2 separate regions of the Mus musculus genome follow, and region 2 is linked to region 1. Evidence: chromatin contacts called from public Hi-C data. All regions are on one chromosome and are shown on one strand. Each heading gives the region's core, a stretch centred on a gene start, on an enhancer-like site or on the middle of the called end of the contact. The rest is flanking DNA. Distances are from core to core; before and after follow the strand shown. Region 1 holds the start of Mbtps2 (membrane-bound transcription factor peptidase, site 2). Region 2 overlaps Smpx (small muscle protein, X-linked).

Evidence for each region. A called contact is a pair of places that touch in the nucleus more often than the background predicts.
Region 2: a contact with region 1 is called in a Hi-C map of forebrain, with 4 times the contacts expected there. The contact joins the enhancer-like site here to the promoter of Mbtps2 in region 1. A contact is called at or near these places in 2 of 484 Hi-C or Micro-C datasets (cerebral cortex and forebrain) and 2 of 9 other capture datasets (adipose tissue and pancreatic islet).

What each region holds. Positions count from the first base shown.
Region 1 is chrX:157,597,112-157,601,507 of GRCm38.p6, reverse strand. Mbtps2 (membrane-bound transcription factor peptidase, site 2) reads left to right here and starts at 2,793. Exons shown (of 11, transcript NM_172307.3): 1 at 2,793-3,012. The coding sequence starts at 2,938.
Region 2 is chrX:157,728,125-157,732,397 of GRCm38.p6, reverse strand. All of the region lies in intron 4 of Smpx (small muscle protein, X-linked), which reads right to left. Among named protein-coding and RNA genes, the nearest start is that of Gm15169, 29 kb to the left of the region's middle. Within about 2 kb of position 1,662, at least 17 of the 459 cell types and tissues checked have an H3K27ac peak or open chromatin away from gene starts, as enhancers often do. A contact at or near this core is called in cerebral cortex and forebrain, where this site is marked.

The DNA.
Region 1 (4,396 bases), core at 1,544-4,043:
AGGTCCAGACAAAGCTCTGGGCTAACAAAAAGAAACTATTTCCATTGTTAAGTTAATGGCCTCCTCCCAGGAAGGAACAAGGTTAAAACTACAGAGCCATTACAGAAAGCAAACAAAGGTCAAATCAAAAAATAAAGTGTACCAATAAACTTAGAAATTCAGAAGTACAAATTCTAACACATTTATACAAAAGAACATTTGGAAAATAGTAGGGAGATAAAATTTCAACCGTGTTTAATTTTTGAAATTTTGAGCAGTAAGTATAATTTTAACTTTTCATTTTGGCCAAATCCCTGTCATTTTTTTTGTTAGAGGGATTAAAAGATTTAACTATTTAAAATTTACTACCATAAATTAAAATTTAAAATTTAAAGTATAAAATAAAAATAAGCTTCCAAGTAGTAGATTTTGTAAGTATCTAGCTAGCATTCACACCTCAGAAATTCTCAAAGGTTAACACAACACCAAGAAAATATAAAAAGTTATGAATTCACAGGGTACTTGAATGTAAACATTTATAGCATATTCACCTACATTAAAAAAATCCAAGTCATTTATAAAAACACATAAACACATGTATACAAACAGAGGTAAAACAGAGTCACTTCTGAAGCCAGAGACATATTACCAAGTAATTAAAACGTAAGGAAAACTCTGTGCCCTGCGCCTGTCACTGAACGGACGATGTGCCCCCCCCTTTTTTTTCTAACTCCAGTGCTTGCTCAACAGCTTTGGCATAGAATACAATACCCCATTATGCCACAAGATCAAGGTGTTTACAGATTAGTAGTTCCATTTGAGTGAACCAAGTAAAAAGTCAGGCTATATAACCAAAAAAGAGAAATTGTTAGCAGGACTATACGTAAATAAGGCCTCCAAGTTCACCTATTCTTGAGAATCAAGGATAAGTTTCCAACTAGCTTCACTGTAGACAACGCCTATGGCTTGTATACTAGAACAATTTTCTACGTTGCTTTACAGAAACTTGAAGGCGACTTTAGCTACAAAACCAAAACCACTCTTTTTCAAGAGCCTATGGATAGCTAATAGATTATGTGAATCCCGGCTTCATGGTACAGGTGTACACCTGTAATCAATCCTAGCACTCAGGAATTGGAGAAAAGAGGACAAGTTTCCTCTGCTATGTAGAGCTTTAAGTCCAGTCTGGGTTACAGACTTTGTTTTTAAAAAGAGAGAATGCCGTATGGCTAGAGGGTGTAGCTCAGAGTATCAAAGTCCTGGGTCCTTAGGTGGATCTGTACTTGGGGACACAGAGATGGGACTGCGTTTAAAATGATACAGCCTTGGGTCTGTTTCACAGAGCTTCTCATTTAATTGGTCCAGGCTCCAGAAACCAGGGGGACTTTAAAGGCCCCTGGTGAAGGTACTGTGCAACCAAGGCTGAGAACTACACTTTAGTTCACTAGACAGATGGTCAGTGCTCCAATTTTTAAAAGTTTCATCTAACCTATTTTATAGGCCAGTAGATCAACGGAAAACCTGCAAGGGCTGTTTCTCTCATCATGTTGTCCCCCTGGGACTGACTCAGGTAGTCAGGTTAGGCAGCAAGTGCCTTTACGTGTTGAGCCATTTTTCCAGGTCTAGAACTCCAATATGTAGCAATAGCCCAAACCTCAAGTCTTTTTTTTTTTTTTTTTTTTTTTTTTCCGAGACAGGGTTTCTCGGTATAGATCTGGCTGTCCTGGAACTCACTTTGTAGACCAGGCTGGCCTCGAACTCAGAAATCTGCCTGCCACTGCCTCCCGAGTGCTGGAATTAAAGGCGTGCGCCACTACGCCCGGCTCCTCAAGTCTTAGATGAAAGTTTTTGTTTTTTTTTTTTAATCAACAGCCAGGTATTTTTGATGCACAACTCTTAAGTGCAGGTTAACTCTGAGAGTTCAAGGCCAGCCTACTCTGTATAGTGAATGCCAGGCTTGGATTGCATAGTGAGACCCTGTCTTAAAATAAAGACCAGTTATATAGACAAATCTTACAAAACAAAATGTCGCGCGAAATAATCCAGATTTTAACAGTGTGGTTCTATTTACGCAGAATTCAACATTAAAAATAAATAAATTAATTAATAAATCAGAACGGGGCAGGGGACAGAAATACGTAGGAAGGGAAACTAGAAAGAAATTCTCTGGATAGAAATGCTACGTATGGGGCTGGTGAGATGGCTCAGCGATTAAGAGCACCAATTACTCTTCTGAAGGTCCTGAGTTCAAATCCCAGCAACTGCATGGTGGCTCACAACCATCTGTAATGAGATCTGACTCCCTCCTCCAGAGTGTCTGAAGACAGCTGTAGTGTTCTCACATATAATAAATAAATAAATCTTTAAAAAAAATAGAAAGAAAAGAAATGCTACGTATTTCGATTAAGATATAGACAGATATTTAGTTTTCAAAACACCGAAATGAACAAATGAGGCCTCCATTACGATATTGCCGTGCATAAAGACGTTAGAACGAGACGTGATTAATTTAAATGTGGGTATGTACTTCTGACAATCCCAAACTCCGGCTATATGAAAAGCACAACAAACCGGAGATGGAAATCAGTGAGAAGGAAGGGCAGAGCGCAGAGAGGGTCAAGCCTCATGAGTCACAAGCACGCTGCCGGACGGACGACCCGAGCTTCGAGCATTCCGGAGCCCGAGCGTCCCAGGAAAAGAAGCCCGCGCGCTTTTTCCGGCATATGCACCAAAAAAAAAAAAAAAACAAAACAAAACAAAAAAAAAAAAAAAAAAAAAAAAACGGCTGAGTGTCCTCACCGGAAGGGTCCGGAGGGAAATGTTGCCACCGGAGCAAAGAACCCGGTAGCACTTTAGTTCCTGCGCGGATGCTGGAGCTGGAAGGCTCCGGGCGGGCGCACGGCTGACTGGGGCTCGCAGAAGCAGGCCGCCGGGGCCCGCCGTCCATCCGTCGCTACGATGATTCCGGTGTCGCTGCTGGTGGTGGTGGTGGGTGGTTGGACTGCCGTCTACCTGGCCGACTTGGTGTTGAAGGTGAGGGCCTCAGGCCTCAGGCCCCAGCCGGCGGAGTCCAGGGCTGGTGCGCATGGTCCTGTGTCGCCCAAGGCCTTTTCTCTTCCCCTTCGGAGTCTCCGCGCCGGGCCGGGAGCCGCTCCGAGCGCCCGCCGCGTCTGCGTGCGCTCTCCCGCGTGGCGCATCCGTCCGACCGAGTAAAGAAAGTAGGGCAGGCAGGCTGCGGGAGGGGAGGGGTGTGGCGGCCACCGCATTGCGGGCGCCGCCGGGTCCCTGCGGCTTTTGGGCTCCTTCCCGGGAGGAGTCTGGCGGGCTTGGGAGGCACGGCTCGAAGGAGGAAAAGAAACGAAAACTTCCGCTTAAGAAAATGCTTTGTGGTTCTTCTTTGTGCTAAGGTTAGGACCCGTGAGACGCTGCTAGTGTTGTGATAAACCGAAATCAGATTGTGACTTAAATCACTGGCGTCAAACTCGAAAGTACACAGGAGCATCGGTGGTTCTAGTTTAAATTTAGATTCTGATTTCGTCAGATCTGGGAGGAAAGCTAAGATTGTGTATTTCCAGCCAGTTTCTCTGGCCCACGGACGGACAGTGCTGACCCACAGGCGGTGCTTTAAAGTAGCAAGAATTTACATAGCCACATTTTCTGTTATTCAAATTCTATTTACACCCTACACTCCCTTTTTCACAGTGACCACACACACTCTGAGCACACAGTGCTTTTTTTTTTTTTGAGTGTTGTGGGTGCTGGAATCGTAAGAAGAAATTTCAAGAGTTTGTCTGAGCACGTGTTTCAGACATCCTTGGAATGGAGTGGGGGTGGGGAATACGAGCTTAGAAATTCCCAAGGGTTTGGAAATCACAATCATAAATAGTAAAACCTTCATGTTTGTGTTCTTTTAAACAAAATAACCTCGTGACACTTCGTCTTAGGAAACAATAAAATCAAATGGCACCTGTGCTTCTTTGTCATATTTAAACGTTGGTATGCCAGGCTATGAAGAGCGAGCTTAAGAGAGCTAGGCTCTGCCACTTTCTAACCTCTGTGACCTTAGGCAGATCGTTACTTGTGCCTCCATTTCTTGTCTTTAAATTGGGAAAGCAACTGAAAGGATCACCTGAACTTATGGAGAGGATTATATTATGCGTCCAGATAATATACTGTATCGGAGGTCCAAGGACCAACAACACTTGGATGATCTGGGCCCTTGTTAGAATGGCAGACTCTCAGGTGTCACCTCTGCCCTGTAAAATCACAGTCTGAAGCTTAACAAGGTTCCCCTGATCATTTCTCTGCACATTTGCTTGAGAATCACTAGTGCAGTGGACTTGGTTTTAGTGCTTAGCAGCACAGGCCACAGTGATTTGGTGATGGGGCTCAAGAGAAAAAGCGCATGATTTCTTCA
Region 2 (4,273 bases), core at 413-2,912, 130 kb before region 1:
TTTCTTTAACCTCAGAGAAATAGTAGCTCGATCTCTAAATGTTTCTTAACACTGACCATATTCGGGGGTGGGGGGATCCAAAAATTACAAACCATTTACTAGTTGAAAATGGGCAAAAGAGGAGAAAAGTCCCTTGAAGTTTTCAATACAAAACGAAAGTGCTCTGGTGAAACTCTGGTAATGCCCTCTGGAGCTTTGAAAAACTGCCACCGAGCAGGCTTTGAAAACTTGAGCTGCAGCGCCTCCTCCAGGAGAAAGAGGGTACTTGCAGACTGGAAATCTTCTTACCAAGGGCAGAGGCTCTGGCAAAGCAAAGTAGGAGGAGCCAAAGAAAAAGCAGGTCCTCTGAGATCCTCGGGAGCCTCTGGGTGAGCTCAGATTAGTCACAGATAATTAGTGCCTTTTCACGTTCAGCACACTTTCTTCCAGATCTCTACAGAAATAGGCTGAGCTACTCTTTAGAGGGCACTTTATTTAAAAGCGAAACAGTTTCCAGCTTTGGAAGCAAGGGGAAGGGTGTAGGGACAGCAAAAGGAATGAACGCTTTCGCAGTGTTTGATTGTCTTAAGTGTCCCATCTAAAACACCTCACTGCCCTTAGGGTTCCACCGCTTACATTTGCATTCTGCTCAGAGTTATGGAATCTCAGGAGAGCATTAAGTGGAAACTGAGTCCAAGTGTGTACCAGAACATGTATCATCTAGTGGTTTCTCTCAGATGGCAAATTCTGTGTCAGGAAGCCTGTCCACACCATCTCGTGCAATCACAACTGACTGCTCTAATCACCCCCATACACTCCTTGCTGAGTCACACTCGGAACCTTGTTTCTTCATTTTCCGTGTGAGCAAATGTCCCTTCTCATATCCACACCCAACTACTCTGAGTTCTCGACATTTACTTCTTGTGTAGTCATGTATGGCACAATAGGTGCACACATACTTTAAAATTGTCCTGATTAAGCGTGGTTCCTAGTGCTAATATGCATCTTGAAGGAAAAAGCTAATCCAGTCAGGGTATATTCTACTTAGCCCATGTAGAAAATGATTAAGAAATGAAAATGGATTCTGAATAAATGGGATGTATGAACACTTGGCATTTAGTAAAAATGCTTGGCACATTTTTAGGAATTGTCTTTGGAACTAAAGGCCAGGCACCTTTTGTACTATTTGAGAGTCAGGCTAGAGCTAGGTCATAGGGGCTGGCCAAGAATTTCGTAGTCCCTGCTGTATCATGTCAGGGCGGGTTTTCCATGGTGTAAGGAAGTTATCACTGACCCTCCAACAGAAGGCTGCCAGTGACTTTCTGGCAACAGGGCATGCTTGCTTTCTGCTGTTTTTCAGCACTCAAGAGGAATTGTTGTGAGCTGCCTTGGTGCCACCTGCCTAGATGAAAGAGACTCTAATTTGTCAACTGCTTAATAGAAAATTCACTCAGTGGGAAGCCAATTGACCATCCCTGCCTGGGATTAAACCAGCTACCACCTCACCATCTGCATAAAGATATAAACCAGAGCATGTGGATTAATGAGTTCACAGGCAGGGGACACTGGCAAGGGAGCACAAAGGAAATCTGCAAGTCTTGATTTGTTCCTAGTGATGCCTTCTTCTCAAACCCCACAGCATGTGTGGGGAGTTGAAACGAGCAGCGTTGTCACGATGCAGCCAAGTCTGATTAGACAGCCCAGAATTCACTTTCCTGGTTTTCTGCGTGGGCTGCACACAGCGTGAGAGGGGGAATGAGAGAAAAGGCTTCATGGCTGGAAGACAGCTACACTTGAGAACAACACAGCCCTGCCTGACAAGCCTTCGCTCATCCTGGGAGCAAAGGTGGACTCTGCAGAGGCCTGGCTTTTCTCAGCAGCAGCTAGGTTGACCCTGACCAGGGCCCTCACCATGTCCTGTGGTCATAATCTTGTTCTACTCTGTCTCCTCTCCTTCCCTGCACTTCTTTTTCTTTCATTTACATTTTATAGTCATTAACCATTTCCTTTTCTTAAGACCTTTAAGGGACAGCAATTTCTTGTGTTCTCATACAATATTTCACATATTAAACTATGAGTCAGGCTACGTGCCCTGATCCCCTGTACCTGATCATCTCTGAACCCGGAGGGGGTGTCCTTCACAGTTACTAGCTGCTGACTGACTGAATGAATGGGTAAACATTCAAACAAAGAAACAAAGAAGCCAGCACATGAGAATAGTGGCTCAATACCCTCCTTGGTGGGATGGAAGTTTCTGCATTCTTGTAGCCTTTGCTTGTTTCACTCAGAGCTGGCACAGAAAAATATTTGAAAGGACTATGGTTGACTAAAAGGACATTTTTAAAAGGATGATGCAGCAGGTGGCCATGGTTCACAGGACTGGGTAAATAGTATTGCAGATGCTGGAGTGACTTACAAGCAGGGTGACTCTAGTGCAACCGAATAACCATTCTTAGCATTTACTGGGCTATAAATGAATAAGCCATCCCTTGTGGTTGACACAAGTGGTAAGGGAAATATGAATGTGGAACACAGAATGCTCCATCAGTCATTCCCAAGCATATAACAGATGGGACTGCTCAGGGTGGTGAAGAAATTATAATGGTGCTCTTGGTTACTTATATTTGCTACTAGTACGTACCATTGAGTTTAAAAGTTTGCAGAACTGCTGAGATAATTGTATAACCCAGGTAGATATATTAGATATATTCTAAATATCTAATTTGCTAATGGATAAAAATTTTATCTGACTGCCTTATTTCCACAAAGTTAATTATGGTAAAAAAAAAAAAAACTATACCTGTTAGGTAGTTAATTCCTATGCCTTTTTTCTTTAGCATTTTAATTTCTATAAAGTGCAGTGAAGAGACTGCTTGGATGTGACATTAATCTCTCAAGCAGAAAATTGGGTTTATTCTTTGCTAGCACTACTAACATTTAGGACTGGATAATTCTTTGTGTAGGGTGCTCTTCTGGAAATTATGGGATGTTTATCAATATCCTTGTCTTCTTGCTCACCCTGTACACCAATTTGTCTAGACATTGCCAAATGTCTCTAGAGCACACACACACACACACCCTATATCCTAGGTCATAAAACACTGAGAAAAGCTTTCCACAATATTGAAAGCAAAGCATGTGCCAGTCGTGACCGTCCTTTGGTCCAGGAAAAGTTACATACCAATGTATACAAATTTGCAGAATTGGGTCCTGAGCCAACTGTTTCTATGCAGGTTGTAAATATGTCCTAGCACAAAAGTTTTATGAGACAACAAAAGAACTGAATGAAACTCTGAAACCTCGATGTAGTTAAGAAACATTGAAGAAACTGTCCTCCCAACCAAGTGAAGAAGGCAAAAGGAGGTTACCAATACAAAGAAAGGCAGCTTCACTAAAAGTTAGAAAACCACCTCCAACCATTTCCTCTAGAGAAAGAGAATAGAACCTATGTAATTGGGTCAAAACAGGGAACACATCAGAACTGAGGGGGGGAAAGTGCCCAGCAAATCACAGAGAAGACATTGGGAGAAGCTTTTTGGTTTTGTTTTCCTTTTTACATATAGTTCTTTATAAACCAATAAATCGGTCCTCTGTCTTCTGTACAGGGAATAGCTTCTGAAATCGTGATAAGTCAGACTCTGAAAAATAAATCATCTTAGTCCTGCAGGCTGCAAAGCAACATAAAAACAATCACTCTTACAATAAACTGTATGGCAGAAAAAGCAAGATGCAAAACTGTAGAAATGCTATGAATGATAGTATGTCAGCAGAAGAGGCTGAAAGAACCGGCTCTCATTGTGTGAGGCACTGCCTAGCCTGGGCATTGTGCTTACATACACTTCTTCTAGAAGCACCCCCCACCCCCAGCCTTCAAAGGTACCACAATCAGGGTATGCTATTTTCTGCTTATTATGAATAAACAAAATAGAGACGCTGAACCCAAAGTTGCAAAGGTAGAAGGAACTGAGACCATAGCTTAATGACCCCAAATCTTCCTATTGTTAACAACTTCCTGTAGGATACCTCATATTTATACGCGGGGAATAAGAGGAAATAAGTCAAAGTATGATACTAAGAAAGAAAATTATTTGGGGCAATTACTTTTAATTTCTGAGTTTCTGTTTCAGTAGTTTCTTAGGGGGGGTGTTTTATTTAGTTGGTTTTTTTGTTCTAGGTTTTAAGGCAAGATTACACTCTTTAGCCCAAGCTAACCTGGAGATCACAATAATCGCCTATCCCCCAGCCTCCCAAGTGTTGATATTATAGGAATGAGCCCTCTTGCTTTGCTTTAGGG